Regions from separate parts of the Sus scrofa genome. Here all the other regions are linked to region 1. A link is a contact called in public Hi-C and HiChIP or PLAC-seq data. All regions are on one chromosome and are shown on one strand. The core of a region is the stretch at or near the end of the contact, and the rest is flanking DNA. Distances in the headings are between cores, read along the strand shown. Region 1 holds the start of USB1 (U6 snRNA biogenesis phosphodiesterase 1). Region 2 holds the start of CFAP20 (cilia and flagella associated protein 20). Region 3 overlaps CNGB1 (cyclic nucleotide-gated cation channel beta-1).

Region 1 (3,104 bases), core at 170-2,669:
CAAGCAGGGAGAACAGTATACATAGGGTTAGTAAAAATATTTTAGGCAACAAATTCCAAACTGAAACCAAGTTAACGGAAATATTCCCTAATTCTTGAAACTTGTTCTCTCTCTCTCTTGAGTTAATCTTTTTCCCACCACCAAAGTCAGGGGTTTCTGACTTCTTCCTCCAGGTGGGGGCCAGCTCCCTCCCATCAAGAGTGTCAGCTACCCACCTCTCCCGCATTACTTACAAGTATGTAGACATGGGTGGCCCAGTTGCCCCGCTCGTGGGGGAATGTGCGCACCCGGCCCCCATGTTTTGCACTGTCATCTGCAGGCCCCTCCTCCGTGCCCGGGAACATGTGCAGCACGCTCTCGGTACTGGCAACCTCTGGCTGGAAAGAGGGCTCTGGCCCCTGCAAGAGAAAAGAAAACAAGCACATTTAGCCTCCTGGCATTCTCTTCCTCTGTACACTCGATGAAAGTTGTAACCCCTTGGACCAGGTGACTCTGCTTGTCTATTTCTCACCAGGTGCTGTAAGCAGTTTCTAGATAACCACACCGCTCTTTCCCTAGTACTGTCTCATTGTGGGGGGCTCCCAACAACTCCAGGAGGCAGACCTCAGCAGGGAAACAACCCCAACAACCCCGCAGGCTGCAACATGTGGTTTAGAAGTCACAAGCCTTAACTGGACAAGCCTGAGTTGGAGTGGCTCTGTAGTCTTGGGCAAGTCAGGGGCCCTTTGGGGGCCTCAGTTTTCTCATCTCTAAAGCGTACTTCCACCGATAGGGCTGCTGTGAGATGAACCGACATTCGTTTTGTAAAGTACTCAACAAACAGCAGGCCTGGCAACTATGAATGGAAGCTCCACAAAGTAGAAGACTTCGATGGTGTCGCTCACTGCGGAGTCCCCAGTCCAGAGCCTGGCACAGAGAGGATCTCAATGAATATTTAATGGATGAATGAAAACACTCTCCAAAAAAGGAAACTGACCAAGTGTGGTACAGTGATGCGCGCCAGGAGACAGTGGACCAGCGGCAGAGACTGGACCCGAACTCACATTTCCTGCCTCCTAACCTTGTCCGAGCCAGGCGGGGGTACTCTGGGGCTTTGTCCAGGGCTGTCCTCTGGATCCTCCTTCCCCGCACTGCCCCTTTTTCTTCCCTTTCGAGCAGCCCCGAACCCTATGGTCCGGCCCCGGAGCTCCGGGAGCTATCTCATACTCTCCCCATAAGACTTCCTCGCTCCTCACCGACTGCGGCCTCTAGCCCCCGGCTGGGCCCGGGTCCCGGCCTTGGCCTCGGCCTCGGCCTCATCCTCGGAGCCACTGCTGCTGTAGCCCACCAGGGGCGCCGTACTCATGGGGCCCCCCTCCACGACAACACGGCGGGTCAGCCAGCAATCGCGCCGCACCCGGAATTCCGCTGCGCCGGAAGTGCTCTCCCGGGGGCGGGGCCCGGATTAGCACCGCCTCGGGGCGGGGTTTGGGGCGGGGCCCGGCAGCGAGGTAGCAAAAGACTACCCATCCAGACCACGCTGCTTGCCGGCTCGCCGCGCTCTGACAGCTACCTGGAACGTCCCGGAACTCCCACCCTCCGTGTGCCCATTTCACAGATCGCTCTGGGCCCTGACCTCTCTGCCCGTTGCTCTGTCTGCAGCAACTCTGGACCTCCCAGCAACGGATAGTCTCTGGGTCAGCGGTCAGCGCACTAGACCCAGTGGAGCTCCTTGCCCTTCGCGGTCTGGACGAGTCAGAGTCCCCGGGGCCCCTTCCCAAGTTGGCCCAAAATTAAGCTCCGGGGGACACCTCTTCAAAGAGCGAGCTGAGCAGTCAGAGGCCGGTCAGTTCCAGCAAATCAGAGGGTCTAGGAGGCCCCTCCTCTCAGGTTCAGGGGTCGGGCCAGGGGCTGGGCTCTGGGAGCCCCCACCCCTAACGCCGAGTAGGGTGGTAGGAAGCAGAGCGCCCTCCCTGGGTCAGCTGAGGCGTGCTGGCCAGACCGCAGGAGAGCGGCCCCGCGCGTCTGGCGGTCCGACCCGGCCCGGCCGCGGGGTCCCCGGCAGGGGGCGGTCTCGCTCCGCGCCTCCCGCTCCTCCCGCAGCCGCCACCGCCCCAGCTGCCGCTCCTCCCCCGGCCCCGCCTCCCTGGCCCCCGCGCCGCCCGCCTGTCCGCCGGTCTCTGCAAGGCCATCGGTCCGTCTGCCCGCCTGCCCTCCCAGCGCTCCTCCGCCCCAGCCCCGCTATCCCAGCTGCGCACGTCGCTTCCTCGGTTCCGGCCGCCGCTAGCCCGTTCCCCGCCCCCAGGCCGGCCGCCGCCGCTACGCGAGCCCGGGGATTGGCAGCGCGCGTAGGCCGCGCTACAGCGGATGGAGTCGGAATAAAGGGGCGGCCGAAAGAGCAGCCAGTCGCCACTCGCCCCGCGCCTGACCCCGCGGGCGGCCTGGAGCAGGTGAGCGGCGGGGCGCCCGGGACCGCGTCTGGGGGCCACTCCCGCGCCCGCCGCACCCCTTCCCCAGCCGGCCCGGCCGCCCCCCCACTCCCTCCGGCTCGACCCGGCGGCCTCCTGAGCTCCTGGGCGGCCCAGGCCGGCCTTGACGCGCAGCTGCCTCCCGGGCCCGGCCTGTTGCCCTGGGGCCTTCCTCGGGCCCAATCGCCCGCGGGGCGGGCGCTCGGCAGCAGCGGCCTGGCCATTCCTCACGAGGGGTGACAGGAGGCAGCCCAGCTGGGCTGGCGGGCAAGTGCTGGTGGGGAGGTGATCGGCTTTCATTCGGTTTCCCAGGGAAGAGGAAGGGCCGGGGTGCGGTGCAGGTGGGGACCGCCTCTTGCCTCCCTTACCCCAGTCTCTCATCCTCTTTGCTGAGTGATCAGAGGGGGCCTCCTGGCTGCACCTTCCTGGAGGGGGGCCGGGGTGGGCGGCAGAGCTGGAGGCTCAGGGCTAGGGACCCTCGATCTGGCAGCCATTCACGTCAGGAAATAAAAAAAAAGAACAGTTGGGCTGCCGCAGCCTGACCTAGACCTTGCTCACAGTAGCTCCACTTCCCTCTTTCCTGGGGAGGCTTCAGTACCTGCTCTCTCATGCAACCTGCTGCCTCCACCCAGAGCAGCGGTTCCTTCCTCCCCTCCT
Region 2 (3,104 bases), core at 178-2,677, 120 kb before region 1:
ATTAGTTGTTACAGTGATAAAGTTAGCTGCAAACTACTTTTCTGTCAGCCACATAAAACCAGCACAGGCCTGAGCAAGAGTATGATATCCAAGCAAATGCTCAATGAGTGATTGGTTTCCAACACCCGGGATTTCTTCCACACTTGAAATAGCATAGCTTATTTTATGCTTTTTAAAAAAACATTCTGGAGTTCCCATTGTGGCTCAGTGGGTTGAGAACCCAATGTAGTCTCCAAAAGGATGCGGGTTGGATCCCTGGCCTTGCTCAGTGTGTTAAGGACCTGGCATTACAAGTTGCAGATGTGGCTGAGATCCAGTGTTGCTGTGGCTATAGCAAAGGCCTGCAGCTGCAGCTCCGATTTGACCCACTTCCTTATGCCACAGGTGAGGCATAAAAATAAATATTTTTAAAAATTAAACAATGTTGGAGTTCCCATCGTGGTGCAGCAGAAATGAATCTGACTAGGAAACATGAGGTTGGGGGTTTGATCCCTGGCCTTGCTCAGCGGGTCAAGATCCAGCATTGCTGTGAGCTATGGTGTAGGTCTCAGACAGGCTCGGATCCTGCGTTGCTGTGGCTGTGGTGTAGGCTGGCAGCTGTAGCTCTGATTAGACCTCTAGCCTGGGGACCTCCATATGCTGCAGGTGCGGCCCTAAAAAGACCAAAAGGAAAAAAAAAATGTTCTAAGAACTAATTGATTAAAACCCTGCTGCTAATTCAACCTATTCAAATGTATTTTAATTGCATTAATTTCTGCTTTTATCTTAATGTTCAGACCTTGTTTTCTAATCATGCATTTAAGGTGATAAATTTTCCTTGAAGTATTGCTTTGACCACATACCACAAGTTAAGATATCTGGTGTATTCATAGTGATCCTGTTAATAATTAAAGCAATGATGCCTTTAAGACATTTAATGTAGTTAGTGCGCATGTACTGGTTAGCTGCTTTAACCTTATCAAATAATGCCAAAGAGCATTATTTGTTATTTGCAGGAAACCAGGCAAGCACTTCCTTACATCCAAGCCACCCGTGCCTTTCCCCACTTTTCTTTCGCGCTAGTAACTCCTACTGTCCCCTAAGGGGGCGGGGCCTGGACTTCACGCCTCTGACTCCACCCCCTCCAGGTTCCCATGACACTGGGCAGATGCTAACAACTCATTCTATAACCTTGTGTCTCCTTCCGCTTTCTAGAAGCCGCTCTGAGACAACGATGGGAAAATAGTCCCTTGGCAACGAGGTTCTTTTTTCCAGACGGCGGAACTAGGGCGGGGCTTAAGAGCGGAAGAAACAGGAAGTCCGTGATCCCTGTGGCAGGATTGGGCCCCGCTCTCTCGGGGGCGAGCTCAAGCTGGCGGAGGGATCCACCTCTGGCGGCGGGCGGCCCACCGCCTCTATTTAAGGAAGGGAGAGAGGCGCAGGCGGCAGTTGCTGTGGTGTCGGTGCTGAGGCGGCTTCGTTCTTCTGCTAGTGAGCCTCGCGGATGTAGCGTCCCGCGTCTAAGTCCTGCTGTCTGCGGCTACCAATTGGGAGGTCAGGAGCGCAGGGTACTTTCTTTGGGCCAGAGCCGGCCCCCTTTTTTGCCTTCGCCACTAAGTGAAGCCATTTAGGTCAGCTTCCGCGCGGCTGAGGAGAAGGCCGCCGGCGATATGTTCAAAAACACGTTCCAGAGCGGCTTCCTCTCCATTCTCTACAGCATTGGCAGCAAGCCCCTGCAAATCTGGGACAAAAAGGTCAGGGACTGGGGGCGGTGGCGGGGCGGGGTCCGCGGGCTGGGCCTGGTGTGGCGGGTAGTTATGTGGAGCTGGGGGAAGGCCGGGCGGTCGCTGCTGTGCCCCGTCCCCAGCCTGGCGTGACTGAGGGTCGACGAGGGAGCGTCGTGTAAGCAGCTGGAGTGCATGTGGAGTGGGCGTGGCTGGGCTTTAAGTGACCTGCGGCCGTGGTCCAGTTAGGACAGTGGTCCCTCTTTGCAGATTTGACTGGGTCACTGGATTCCTAACCTTCGGTTTCTGCATCTATAATATGGTGGGGTTGAATAGTGCCCGTTTCACAGCGTTGAAAAGCGTAAACTCACGTGATGTTGCTTTGGGGACGTGCACATGAATTGCTGTTCACTGATTTCACAAACATTTACTGATACCCTGTATTGTGCCAGGCCCTATGCTCGGCACTAGACACAGAACCTTTGTTCCAGGCGCCCTTACAGAGGCAAAGCCAGGACTCAGTTATGTTTGGGTTTCATTCATTTGCTCCCTTCCTCCCACTGATCCCGAACAAGCCAGAATTCGGTGGCCCTTGGCACTTGCTCCACACTCACTGTGACTTGGGGTCTGTACTCTGCCTTTCCTTATTTCTCCATCAGGAAAATTGCAAAATGGTGATAACGTCTTGTTTGGGTTAACAAGCACAGACCCAGGTAAAACATCTTGTTTTTTTTTTTTGTCTTTTTGCTATTTTTTGGGCCGCTTCCACGGCATATGGAGGTTCCCAGGCTAGGGGTCTAATGGAGCTGTAGGCGCCGGCCTACGCCAGAGCCACAGCAACACCGGGTCCGAGCCTCGTCTGCAAACTACACCACAGCTCATAGTAACGCCAGATCCCCAACCCACTGGGCCAGGCCAGGGACCGAACCCGCAACCTCATGGTTCTTAGTTGGATTTGTTAACCACTGAGCCACGACGGGAACTCCTAAAACCTCTTCTTCATCATCACTCAGGTGTCAGCTGCATGATACTTTCACTGACCCCACGAAATGGTGACCTTGTCCATTTTTTGGAAGTTTTGAGCAGGGGGCATGTGTGTTTTGCAAGTACAGGTTGGTCTGCATTTGATTACTTTGATATTTTCTTTCTTATGCAAATTCCCAGGCAGTCTGTACCCTTCTTTGAAAAGAAGTTAATATAAGTGGAAGACAGGTGATTTAGGGTATAACCTTAGTACTGCCTCCTCTTGGGAAAATGGAGAGAGGTGGTGTGCTGACTGCTGTTTTTATAGAGATGGATATGGGATAGTCCAAATAAGCAGTTTATTGGTAATGAGGTAAAGAATTTTGGATTTCACCTCAGAACAATTCCCTGTCTCCCCTTAGCGGAAAATGAGAGTTT
Region 3 (3,104 bases), core at 325-2,824, 69 kb after region 1:
GTACAGAGACCTAGAGGGAAGTGTGATGACATGAAAAGAGCTTGCAGGGTTTTTGTTTTGTTTTTATTTTTTTGTCTTTTTAGGGTAACACCCATGGCATATGGAGGTTCCCAGGCTAGGGATCCAATCGGAGCTGTAGCCTCTGGCCTACACCACAGCCACAGCAACACAGGATCCGAGCCACGTCTGTAACCTACATCACAGCTCACGGCAATGCCGGATCCTTAACCCACTGAGCAAGGCCAGGGATCGAACCCGCAACCTCATGGTTCCTAGTCGGATTTGTTAACCACTGAGCCATGACAAGAACTCTGGAAAGAGCTTGCAGTTTTGAGTCTGATCGGGGTTCAAAGCTTGACTCTGTCACTTACTGGCTGTGTGTCCCTGAGTGCCAGTTTCCTCTCTGTAAAAGGAGAACGATAATACATAACTCACATGTAAAAAAGAACCAAGGTAATGTGTATAAAGTGCTGGATCCAAGGGGCTCAGTAAAGAGCAGTTATTCTCATACTTTAAAAAAAATATATTTTTTGTCTTTTTAGGGCTGAAGCTGCAGCATATGGAGGGTCCCAGGCTAGGGGTCCAACAGAGCTGTAGGTGCCAGCCACGGCCACAGTAACGCAGGATCCAAGCCGCGTCCATAACCTGCACCACAGCTCATGTCAACACCGGGTCCTTAAGCCACTGAGCAAGGCTAGGGATCAAACCTGTATCCTCATGGATGCTAGTCGGATTTGTTTCCTCTGAGCCACAATGGGAACTCCTCTTATACTTTTATTACAAGTAAAATATTATAAATGAGCCTTTGAAGGAGATCAGTGAGGGGCATTAGGGATGTTGTTTCTTTATATAATCATTATCATTATAAGTAAACATTGAAAACAAGGTCCTTAACCTGGGCATGTACCTTAAAGTTTCATGATAGGATTCAGAGGGCCTAGGGAGTTCCCTGGTGGCACAGTGGGTTAAAGACCTGTTGTCACTGCTGCAGTGTGCATTCCATCCCTGGCCTGGGAACTTCCTCCTGTCACCAGTGCAGCCAAAAGAGGAGAAAAAAATGGATTGGGAAGATCTAGGAATCCCCTGAAGTTATATGCAAACTGTGAGCACATGATTATATGCCATTTCCAGGGAAGAGGGGCCAGGGTCCCCAGCTGGGGACCTCCCATTTTGAACGTTTGTTCTCTAAGCCCCTCCTGCAGGGATCTGCAGAGAGAAGGCTCAGTCCTGGCAGCTGTGGAAGTGGGCTGGGAGGTGAGGGCTGCCCATGCTCCACTGACAGCGGGCGGCCCTGACGCCTTCTTCTTCCTCTCAGTACCTGGCCTTCTTCGAGTTCAACAACCGCCTGGAATCCATCCTCAGCAAAGCCTATGTTTACAGGTGAGATCCTTGCACACGCGCACACACACATGCACACGCCCTGGGGAATTTGCAGCAAGAACGGAGCCACACATTCTCTACCCCCGTCACTTCCCCTTTCACCTCTCTTGGCCCCGTGGCCCCCTCACCACTGCCGCCCACCGGAAGCCCAGCCTCTTCCTGGCCCTTCTGCAAAGGGATGTTTGTGTTTTTTTTGAGAACCAGGAATGTCCTGTTTCCCCCAATTGTGAGGAGGGCGCACATAGGCTGACATGCACAGCAGCCCTGTGTTTCCAGGGAGCTGGGCCTCAGTTTGATCTTGGCTCAGGGAACTGTCCCCCCCTCAACACCAGGCCACTCAAGCACAGGGGGAGCAGCTCTAAGGACACGGTGGGCTGTCTTGCTAATGGCCAGTCTAGACCAGCCAGGCCAGGATCGCGGACAGGGCTCCTCTCGACATCTCTCATGGAGCAGCGCTTCTCTGCATGCATCTCTCCCTTCTTTGTCCCTCTGCATGGATGCGCCCCTCACCCCCACCCCCAGCCCCCAATTCCCCAGAAGTGTCTGCACGTGTAGCTCTGGGCCAATTCCAGCCCCCAGCCTTTGACAACTTTCTGTTCAAGCATCACCACTCCTAACCAACAGCGTCTCAAGAGAGCAGCATTTCGGAGTTCCTGTTGTGGCTCAGTGGTTAACGAATCTGACTAGGAACCATGAGGTCGCTGGTTCAATCCCTGGTCTTGCTCAGTGGGTTAAGGATCCGCATTGCCATGAGCTGTGGTGTAGGTCGCAGACTCGGCTCGGATCCTGCGTTGCTGTGGCTCTGGTGAAGGTAGTGGCTACAGCTCGGATTAGACCCCTAGCCAGGGAATCTCCATATGCCGTGGGAGCGGCCCTAGAAAAGGCAAAAAGACAAAAAAAAAAAAAAAAAAAAAAAAAAAAAAAAAAGGGAGACAGCAGCAGTTGGCCCAATCCAGCCACTGGCTGGTTTCCATTGGCAAGTGTCCATCCCACCAGGCAGGTGGGCAGGGCTGTAAGGCTCCACAGGGGGGTCTCTGAGGTGGGTATGGGGGGAGGTGGCCTGTTCCCTGCAGTCTGACCCTGGGGTGAGATGTCACCGCCTCCCTCTCTGCTGCTGTGTTCATGCCTTGCCTTCTTCTGCAGGGTTATCAGGACCACAGCCTACCTGCTCTACAGTTTACATGTGAACTCATGTCTGTACTATTGGGCGTCGGCCTATCAGGGCCTGGGCTCCACTCACTGGGTTTACGACGGCGTAGGAAACAGGTGAGCCGTAGTCTTGCTCCCGGGTCTTAATAATTCACGGTACTAAGCCTCCTGGAAAGGAGCCCCACCGCCACCTCGTTGCCCAGGCCACCTTGCTCCCGGGGAATCACTGTCATGATAAGGCGAAGTCCATGTCTCCTGGTCCTCGCTAATCTAACATTTCCTGAGCACCTGCCACATGCCAGGCCGAGGGGCACAGATGTGAATAAGACACACTGGAAAGATCCTTCCAGCATCCCAGAGTCTAGCGGAGTTGGGCAGTTCCACGCACATGCGCGTCCACTCCTCCACCCTGTGGGCATAGCCGAGTGGGAAGGAGGCCAGAGAATACTGCCCAGCACAGCTCCCTGGGCATCGCTGGCTGTGGAGGAGCTGGCCAACGACGTGAAATCTACTTGCCAATCCAGAAAGCTGTCGCACATTGTGGGCCGTGCTCAAATGTTGATGACGATAATAAC

Evidence for each region. Hi-C and Micro-C count contacts between places; a contact is called where the count stands out from the background. HiChIP or PLAC-seq counts read pairs in DNA pulled down with a chosen protein or histone mark.
Region 2: an H3K27ac HiChIP or PLAC-seq map of skeletal muscle shows a contact between it and region 1. The contact joins the promoter of CFAP20 here to the promoter of USB1 in region 1. A contact is called at or near these places in 2 of 5 promoter capture datasets (fetal liver and liver), 18 of 47 Hi-C or Micro-C datasets (brain, embryonic fibroblasts, epiblast stem cells and 10 more) and 2 of 2 datasets of contacts at active chromatin or transcription factors (alveolar macrophages and skeletal muscle).
Region 3: a contact with region 1 is called in a Hi-C map of subcutaneous adipose tissue, with 1.9 times the contacts expected there. The contact joins the enhancer-like site here to the promoter of USB1 in region 1. A contact is called at or near these places in 4 of 5 promoter capture datasets (fetal liver, fetal skeletal muscle, liver and 1 more), 22 of 47 Hi-C or Micro-C datasets (alveolar macrophages, blood, brain and 12 more) and 2 of 2 datasets of contacts at active chromatin or transcription factors (alveolar macrophages and skeletal muscle).

The regions. Positions count from the first base shown.
Region 1 is chr6:19,850,335-19,853,438 of Sscrofa11.1, reverse strand. USB1 (U6 snRNA biogenesis phosphodiesterase 1) reads right to left here and starts at 1,419. Exons shown (of 9, transcript NM_001244803.1): 1 at 1,236-1,419; 2 at 362-398; 3 at 238-359; 4 at 234-235. The coding sequence starts at 1,345. All of the region lies in intron 1 of CNGB1 (cyclic nucleotide-gated cation channel beta-1), which reads left to right. The region is part of intron 1 of ZNF319 (zinc finger protein 319); the gene reads left to right.
Region 2 is chr6:19,967,670-19,970,773 of Sscrofa11.1, reverse strand. It overlaps CFAP20 (cilia and flagella associated protein 20), which reads left to right and starts at 1,427. Exons shown (of 6, transcript NM_001244786.1): 1 at 1,427-1,733. The coding sequence starts at 1,650.
Region 3 is chr6:19,781,396-19,784,499 of Sscrofa11.1, reverse strand. CNGB1 (cyclic nucleotide-gated cation channel beta-1) reads left to right here. Exons shown (of 37, transcript XM_021097533.1): 26 at 1,316-1,380; 27 at 2,524-2,646. Among named protein-coding and RNA genes, the nearest start is that of TEPP, 50 kb to the left of the region's middle. Within about 2 kb of position 1,574, at least 11 of the 83 cell types and tissues checked have an H3K27ac peak or open chromatin away from gene starts, as enhancers often do. A contact at or near this core is called in skeletal muscle and subcutaneous adipose tissue, where this site is marked.